Regions from separate parts of the Sus scrofa genome. Here region 1 is linked to region 2. Evidence: chromatin contacts called from public HiChIP or PLAC-seq data. All regions are on one chromosome and are shown on one strand. The core of a region is the stretch at or near the end of the contact, and the rest is flanking DNA. Distances in the headings are between cores, read along the strand shown.

Region 1 (3,501 bases), core at 329-2,828, 220 kb before region 2:
GAGCCTGTGCTTTTGACAAGTTCCACAGGAGCTTCATCATTTTTACACAATAGGGTTGAAAAACACTGGTCAAGTACATATAATAATTTTATGTGGTTTTCTGTCAGTGAAGATTGGTAGTCTTTTTGAGTCATGTTGGGTCTTTTTCTTTTTTTTTTAATGGCCAGACCTGTGGCATATGGAACACTGGCCAGGGACTGAATCCGAGCCACGACTGCAACCTATACCCTACACCACAGCTGTGGCAGCACCAGATCCTTTAACCCACTGTGCCGAGCCAGGGATTGAATCCACATCTCTGCAGCAACCCCAGAGTCAGATTCTTAACCCACTGTGCCACAGCAGGAAGTCCACATTGGGTCTTTTTCTGTCCTTGTCATCTAAAATCACATCCCCTCTGAGACGAGCGCAAGTCATTGTACAGTGGTTCATTTGTGTACCAAGAATGTGCCCAATAAAACATTAAATAATTGAAAGCAAATGAAATAAATGGAATGCAATTTAGGTGATGCTTTAATTGACAACTCTCAAATTTCAATATCTTGATCCTTTTCCCAAATAAGGCAGGGTCCTTTGTGTGATTTAACCCCAGTCACTCTCTCCCTCTCATATCCTTGGATGATATGCCTTAACCACAGGACACCTTTTGCCACTTTTGTCTATAAAGCCCCAGACTCATGCTGGACTTTTAACACCTCTGTTAGGACGAAGACTCATTCATCTAACTGTGGTTTGTTAAGTCCATGTTGAAGTATTAGGCAGCATGTGCCATATTCTTGCAGTATGGGTGACTCTGTCATGCAGAGAGAGCTTGTGAGAAGCCAGATAAGTCTCGATGGGCAATTAGAGGTTATGGGAGTGAAGAGAGTATGTGAAGGAAGGAAATTCATTACTTATTCTGAACTTCAGGTGTATTCCTCATGGCTGCTCGTGGCTTTGCACTTAAAGAGATTGCTGCAAGTTATTGAGAATTATTTGGCTTTAGCTTCCTTCATGGCCCAGGCTTGGCTGTGTATTCTCACTGAAGGGGTCCCTGGCTCTTTTTCTCTGCTCAGACTCATCCCACACAGACCGCCTTCCTCTCCAGCGTTGACCTGCACACTCACTGCTCCTACCAGATGATGTTGCCAGAGTCTATAGCCATTGTTTGTTCCCCCAAGTTCCAGGAGTAAGTACAAAGCTTGTGGTTCAGGGTTTTAGTGGTGGGGGGGGAAGCCATTCTAAGACCTTGTTCTCTGTAAAATATATAGATTATGGTATTGATTGGCTTTTCCAAAAGGTTTTTTTTTTAAAAGCCCTATATCCTCATAAACATACTCTGCTTGTTTAAAAAAAAGTATCCAAGCAATGACTGAAGTGCTTTTCTAAGAAAAGGACTTTTGAAATTTGAAGTGTTGGACTTGAAGCAGTAGGAATTTCAAGAGATTGAGGTCAGATTAGCGAATTTCAAAATCCAACAGATTATCTCCGAAAGTTAACTTCCTTTCACTCTAAATCCTGTTATTTACTATGAAATCTCCCGCAAAACTAGTGTGGTGGCTGTGATGAGTCATTTTCTACCTCTGATTCATTCACCAGAGAAGAGACCTATGAGCTGGCATATTTTTGAAGCTGTCTCAAAATGAGCTCTGCTCTGTGTGTGTGTGTGTGTGTGTGTGTGTGTGTGTGCATGTGTGTGTATGTCTGTGTGTGTGTGTGTGTGTGTGTGCGATTGAGGGGACATCTTTGCCTGATTCTGGACCTGCTTTTTTTTGTTTCAGAACTGGATTCTTTAGACTAACTGACCATGGACTAGAGGAGATTTCTTCCTGTCGCCAGAAAGGATTTCATCCACACAGCAAGGATCCACCTCTCTTCTGTGTATGTATCCATGTAGGAAAAAATCAGAGCTGTGCTTTAAGCAGGCAGGACATCAGAGCTGATGAGGCATATATATATATATATATATATATATATATATATATATTTTTTTTTTTTTTTTTTCTTTCTGTTTAGGGCTGCACCCACGGCATCTAGAATTTCCTAGGCTAGGGGTTAAATAAGAGCTACAGTTACTAGCCAGTGAGACAGCCTCAGCAACATGGGATCTGAGCCAAGTCTGTGACCTACACCACAGCTCATGGCAACTCGGGATCCCTAACCCACTGAGTGAGGCCAAGGATCAAACCTACATCCTTATGGATACTAGTCAGATCTGCAACCCACTGAGCCACAACGGGAACTCCTGATAAGGCATATTGTACTTTCTAAACCACATAGAAGATCAGCTTTGTCATAATAAAGATATGTATGGGAAGTGTGTGGGATAAAAAGGGATTTGAGTCTTAGTTCTGTTACTTAAGGACTCTGTGTCTCTGATCAAGTTACTTAACCTTCCCGGGTCTCAGCTTTCTCATCTGTAAATGGAGAGGTAATAATAATAATCATACCTTCTGATGGGATTATTGACAGCATTAAATGAAGTAATGTACAGAAAGTACCAAGTGCAGTAACTTGCTTATTAAAGGTTAGTATTTTTTTCTTCATCAACCTCAGTTCCTAAGCCCGCACTTTAACAAGAGATTTGAATTCAAAGGGAAAAAGGCATTTAAGATAGGTAAGGTATATTTGATTCTGAAATTTCATTTAGATAATAGGGCTTTTTAAGACCTTCTTTCTTAGGAAGTTTGTTTTCCCCAAAATGGTATTCTGTGAGTAAAAAGTTTCAGTTTCTGATGAGATAAGTATGTTTCAATTTTCCCCTCAAATCTAATGTAGTAGTACTGTTTCACTCCATGCTGGCCATGGAGTATTATTATTTTCTTTTGTGTCCAGTGAAAAGTGGCCAATATGGAAAAGAGACTCAGAACTTAGTCACAAAAAAGAAACTGGAGGTGAAGTTCCCATTGTGGCTTAGTGGGTTAAGAACCCAACTAGTATCTATGAGAATGTGGGTTCGATCCCTGGCCTCCCTCAGTGGGTTAAGGGTCTGGCATTGCCACAAGCTGTGGTGTAGGCCACAGATGCAGATCAGATCTGGCGTTGCTGTGGCTGTGGTGTCAGCCAGCTGCTGCAGCTCTGATTCAACCCCTATCCTGGGAACTTCTGTATGTAGCAGGCATGGCCGTAAAAAAAAAAAAAAAAAAAAAAATACTGGGCTGTCTAGAGGGATCGCCAGGGAGGATGTGACAACTGACTGTAAGCATTGGAAGAACTGTCGAATAAAAAATATCAGGGGTCGGAGTTCACGTCCTGGCTCGGTGGTTAACAAACCCAACTAGTATCCATGAGGACACAGGTTCGATCCCTGGCCTCTCAGTGGGTTAAGGATCCGGTGTTGCCATGAGCTGTGGTGTAGGTCGCAGACAAGGCCCGGATCTGGCTTTGCTGTGGCTGTGTTGTAGGCCAGCTACTACAGCTCCAATTCGACCCCATAGCCTGGGAATTTCCATATGTTGCAGGTGCTGCCCTAAAAGGACAAAAAAAAAAAAAAAAAATCAGGGTTATTTCTTATCACTCCCA
Region 2 (3,456 bases), core at 936-3,435:
TGGGGAGGGCCCTAAAAAGACAAAAGACAAAAAAAAAAAAAAAAGATATAAGGAGAGAGGAAAGAAATGCTTCTGTGAGGAGAGCAAATGGGGGTAGATCCCAGAACTATTACAACATTCTGAGTTATGGTTCTATTCCTCTTCTAGCCATCTCCATGTGAGGTGACTTCTTTCTTTTTCTTTTTGGCCTACACAGCCACTGGATATCCTCTGTATCTTGGTTGTAGGGCTCATCTAAGGAGTTCCACCTCCTTGGAAGTTGAGACGAGGCAGGTGTTCCCTTTCTCTGCCACCTGGGGAAGTGACCCACAAATGCGAAGAAAGATAGATTAGTGTTGGTGGCAGCATGACATCAAGAGTGCAGGCAGTAATCCATGGCCACAGGCGAGTGGCAGCGTCCAGCTGCCGGTGGTGGACAGTGCCTTCTGTGCTTCTTCCTGCCTCCCTGATCCCATGTCTAGAGCCTGGGTTTCCTTTCCAGCCAGGGTTTCTGTCCGAGTGTGCAGCCTGCACCCCTGACCAGTACCTTAGGCTACAAGCAACATGCCTGACAAGCTCAAGAGTTGCCTGGCTGGGATCTTGGGGGACAAAGCTGAGGTGCATCATGGATGCCCAGCAACCGCATATTGAGAGAATATCTAAGAAAGCATTTGGGGCTACCAGAGAGCCTGCTGGTCGTCTGTGATTTTAAAGTGACCTGTGCAAAGCATGCAAGTCACTGAGCACAGGAGTAAGGGAGAAGGGAGTAAGGGCGTGACGAAGGCTTGTGCCAGAAGCAAACAGCACAGAGAGCAAAAATGGGCTTTTGGTGAAAGAACCATGGCCATACTGCTTGGGCCAGTCTGTAGAGGTACAGGTCCGAAGGCAAATATCTGAAGGCCCACGGGGCATGGTGGAACAGACTTCCTGGAGAACCCCAGAGGCTGGAACTAAGTACCAAGGATGGGAGTTTGGGGGAGTGGGTTTAGGTTTCTGCTGGGCGCTGTGCTGTTCTAGGTCAGCGCTCTGGGAATCTGAATGATTTATTGAAGACCCTGTGCTGTGCTGGCATGTGAACTGTCCGTGGGTTCGTGCCTTCTACTGGCCTTGCTTTTGACTTCTGCACTTTGTGCACCTCATCGTGCTGGGCGCCTTCACAGAGTGTGGATAGGGAGCTCCACTTTGTTACAGCTTTTGTCAGTGTAGCCTGTCTGCTCACGCCCAGTCACATTTATGTGTTTGCCCCTCAGGTCTCAGTCTCAGCTTTGAGAGGTCAGGTGTCTCTGTGCGTTGAACGTGTGTCACACAGGAGTGGTAGCCAGTGTGCTGCCTGGGCAGTGAGCACAGGCTGACAATAGGGCCTCCAGTCACAGGGACCACTGCCTTAAGGATCTACGATGTGTGCAGGTGCCCATGAAGTGCCTGGCTCCGTTTGCAGGAGGCCACACAGCCACACAGGGATGTGATTCACGGCATGTTCACATGTCTGCTGATCCCCCAAACCAGTTTTATAAATGACGATGTAATTGATGCTTCTATGAGGGATGGGGGTGATGGGCACCATTATTGCTGTGGCTCAAAGCAGGAGCTCACGGTCCAGGCATGTGTTTTGTTCAGCATACAAGGTGTCCTTTAAATTTTTGAAGGAAATTCTCACACATGCTGCAACATGGGTGAACCTTAAGGACGTTATGCTAAATGCAGTAAAGCCAGGCATTAAAGGACGCATGCTCTCTGATTCCACTTATATGAGGCACCCAGAGTGGTCAGATTAATACGGTCAGAAAATAGAGTGCTTGTTACCATGGAGCGGGGTCAGGGGAGATGGGAGAGTTAGTGTTGAATGGGTGTGGAGTTTCTGTTTGGGAAAACAGAGTTCTGGGAGATGGAAGAAGTTCTGGTGTGAGTTATTCAACAATGTAACTTAATGCTACTAAACTGTACCCTTAAAATGGTAGATTTTCTATTATGTCTAATTCACTACAATTGTAAAAATTGAATTTGGTGTTCGTATCTTTAAAAGGAGAGATTTCATTTGAAAAAGCCAGATTTCCGTTTTCTTCTTGTAAAACTGAAAGAGGTGGGTGCCCTCGGCTGAAATTTCCTCCAGGCAAGGGCTGATGGAGCAAGGTCTGGCCTGCCACCGACCTCAGCTCCTTAGTTGCACATCTGGCCTGCTTGCCTTGTTGATACTGCCTGTCTGCTGGTGCTTTCGGCATCTCCCTGCACTGACGTACTCTTGACCAAGCTTGTCTCCAGCCCAGACGTCTCCTGACCTCCAGACCTGTTCTGTTGGGCCACTAGGAAAAGCCACGCAGGTCTTCCAGTGCCTCAGGCATGTTCCCTGCTGACCTGCCAGGAAACAACACCCATACCCACCCAGTATCTTGCACTGCCACAAAATGTGCAAGTCATCTCAGACTTCCTGTCCCTCAGCCCTTGTAGTTGAGTGGTTCCAAAGTCACCTTTCTCCTGAGTGTCTCTGGAACCCAGTTCTTTTCCTGGTTCAGTCCCCGTCGTCCCAGTTGAGGGCTTGATCTGTGCTGCTTGTGTTATGTTGGTGGCCGTCCCATTTCATCCTCTCCCAGCCATCTGCCCCTCTTGCTAGAGTCTGGAGATGTGTGTAAGTGAGTGTCCTGCTTCTAGTCCTTTGCAGAAGCCCCGCTGCACATCCTTGTCCCTCCCCCTGCTACCTGGAGCCCTTCCCAGTCTCCCCTCTTCACTGGGCCCCATGTCTTATCTGGTCAAAGAATTACTTGGGATTTTGGGGAGAGATTCAGCCACCTCATCCCCCGACTGCTGTACCCATTGCCTTGGCATATATCCTGTTGTGATCCAGGGCGGTGTTTAGTGAGCGAGCGGAGAGTGAGGTGGGGACCTGGGTGCAGAGCAGGGCCCCAGGCCGTGCTTTCTTTTTTTTCTAAATGGATTTATTGAGATATAATTCATATACCATAAATTCACTCATTTAAAGTATACTGTTCAGTGGGTTTTGGTGTATTACACTATACATTTTTAAATTATGTTAAAATATACATAACATAAAATTTGCCGCTTTAACCATTTGTTTTTTGATTGCACCCATAGCATGTGGAAGTTCCCTGGCCACAGCAGTGACAATGCCAAATCCTTAACCCACTGAGCCACATAGGAACTCCTAACTATTTTTTTAAATGATTTTTATTTTTTCCATTGTCGTTCATTTACAGTGTTCTGTCTGTTTCTACTGTACAGCTAAATGACCTAGTTTCACACACACACACACACACACACACACACACATACATTCTCTTTTGGGGGGCCGGGGGATAGGTTTCAAGGCTGCACCCGTGGCATATGGAGGTTCCTGGGCTAGGAGTTGAATTGGAACTGCAGCTGCTGGCCTACGCCACAGCCACAGTCACAGCCACGCGGGATCCAAGCCGTGTCTTTGACCTACACCACAGCTCATGTCAACACCAGGTCCTTAATCAACTG

Evidence for each region. HiChIP or PLAC-seq counts read pairs in DNA pulled down with a chosen protein or histone mark.
Region 1: a contact with region 2 is called in an H3K27ac HiChIP or PLAC-seq map of alveolar macrophages. The contact joins two enhancer-like sites. A contact is called at or near these places in 1 of 47 Hi-C or Micro-C datasets (epiblast stem cells) and 1 of 2 datasets of contacts at active chromatin or transcription factors (alveolar macrophages).

What each region holds. Positions count from the first base shown.
Region 1 is chr3:69,160,033-69,163,533 of Sscrofa11.1, reverse strand. It overlaps STAMBP (STAM-binding protein), which reads left to right. Exons shown (of 10, transcript XM_003125008.4): 8 at 1,056-1,168; 9 at 1,761-1,860. Among named protein-coding and RNA genes, the nearest start is that of STAMBP, 26 kb to the left of the region's middle. Within about 2 kb of position 1,578, at least 5 of the 83 cell types and tissues checked have an H3K27ac peak or open chromatin away from gene starts, as enhancers often do. A contact at or near this core is called in alveolar macrophages, where this site is marked.
Region 2 is chr3:68,937,035-68,940,490 of Sscrofa11.1, reverse strand. The region is part of intron 6 of TET3 (methylcytosine dioxygenase TET3); the gene reads left to right. Among named protein-coding and RNA genes, the nearest start is that of BOLA3, 55 kb to the right of the region's middle. Within about 2 kb of position 2,185, at least 3 of the 83 cell types and tissues checked have an H3K27ac peak or open chromatin away from gene starts, as enhancers often do. A contact at or near this core is called in alveolar macrophages, where this site is marked.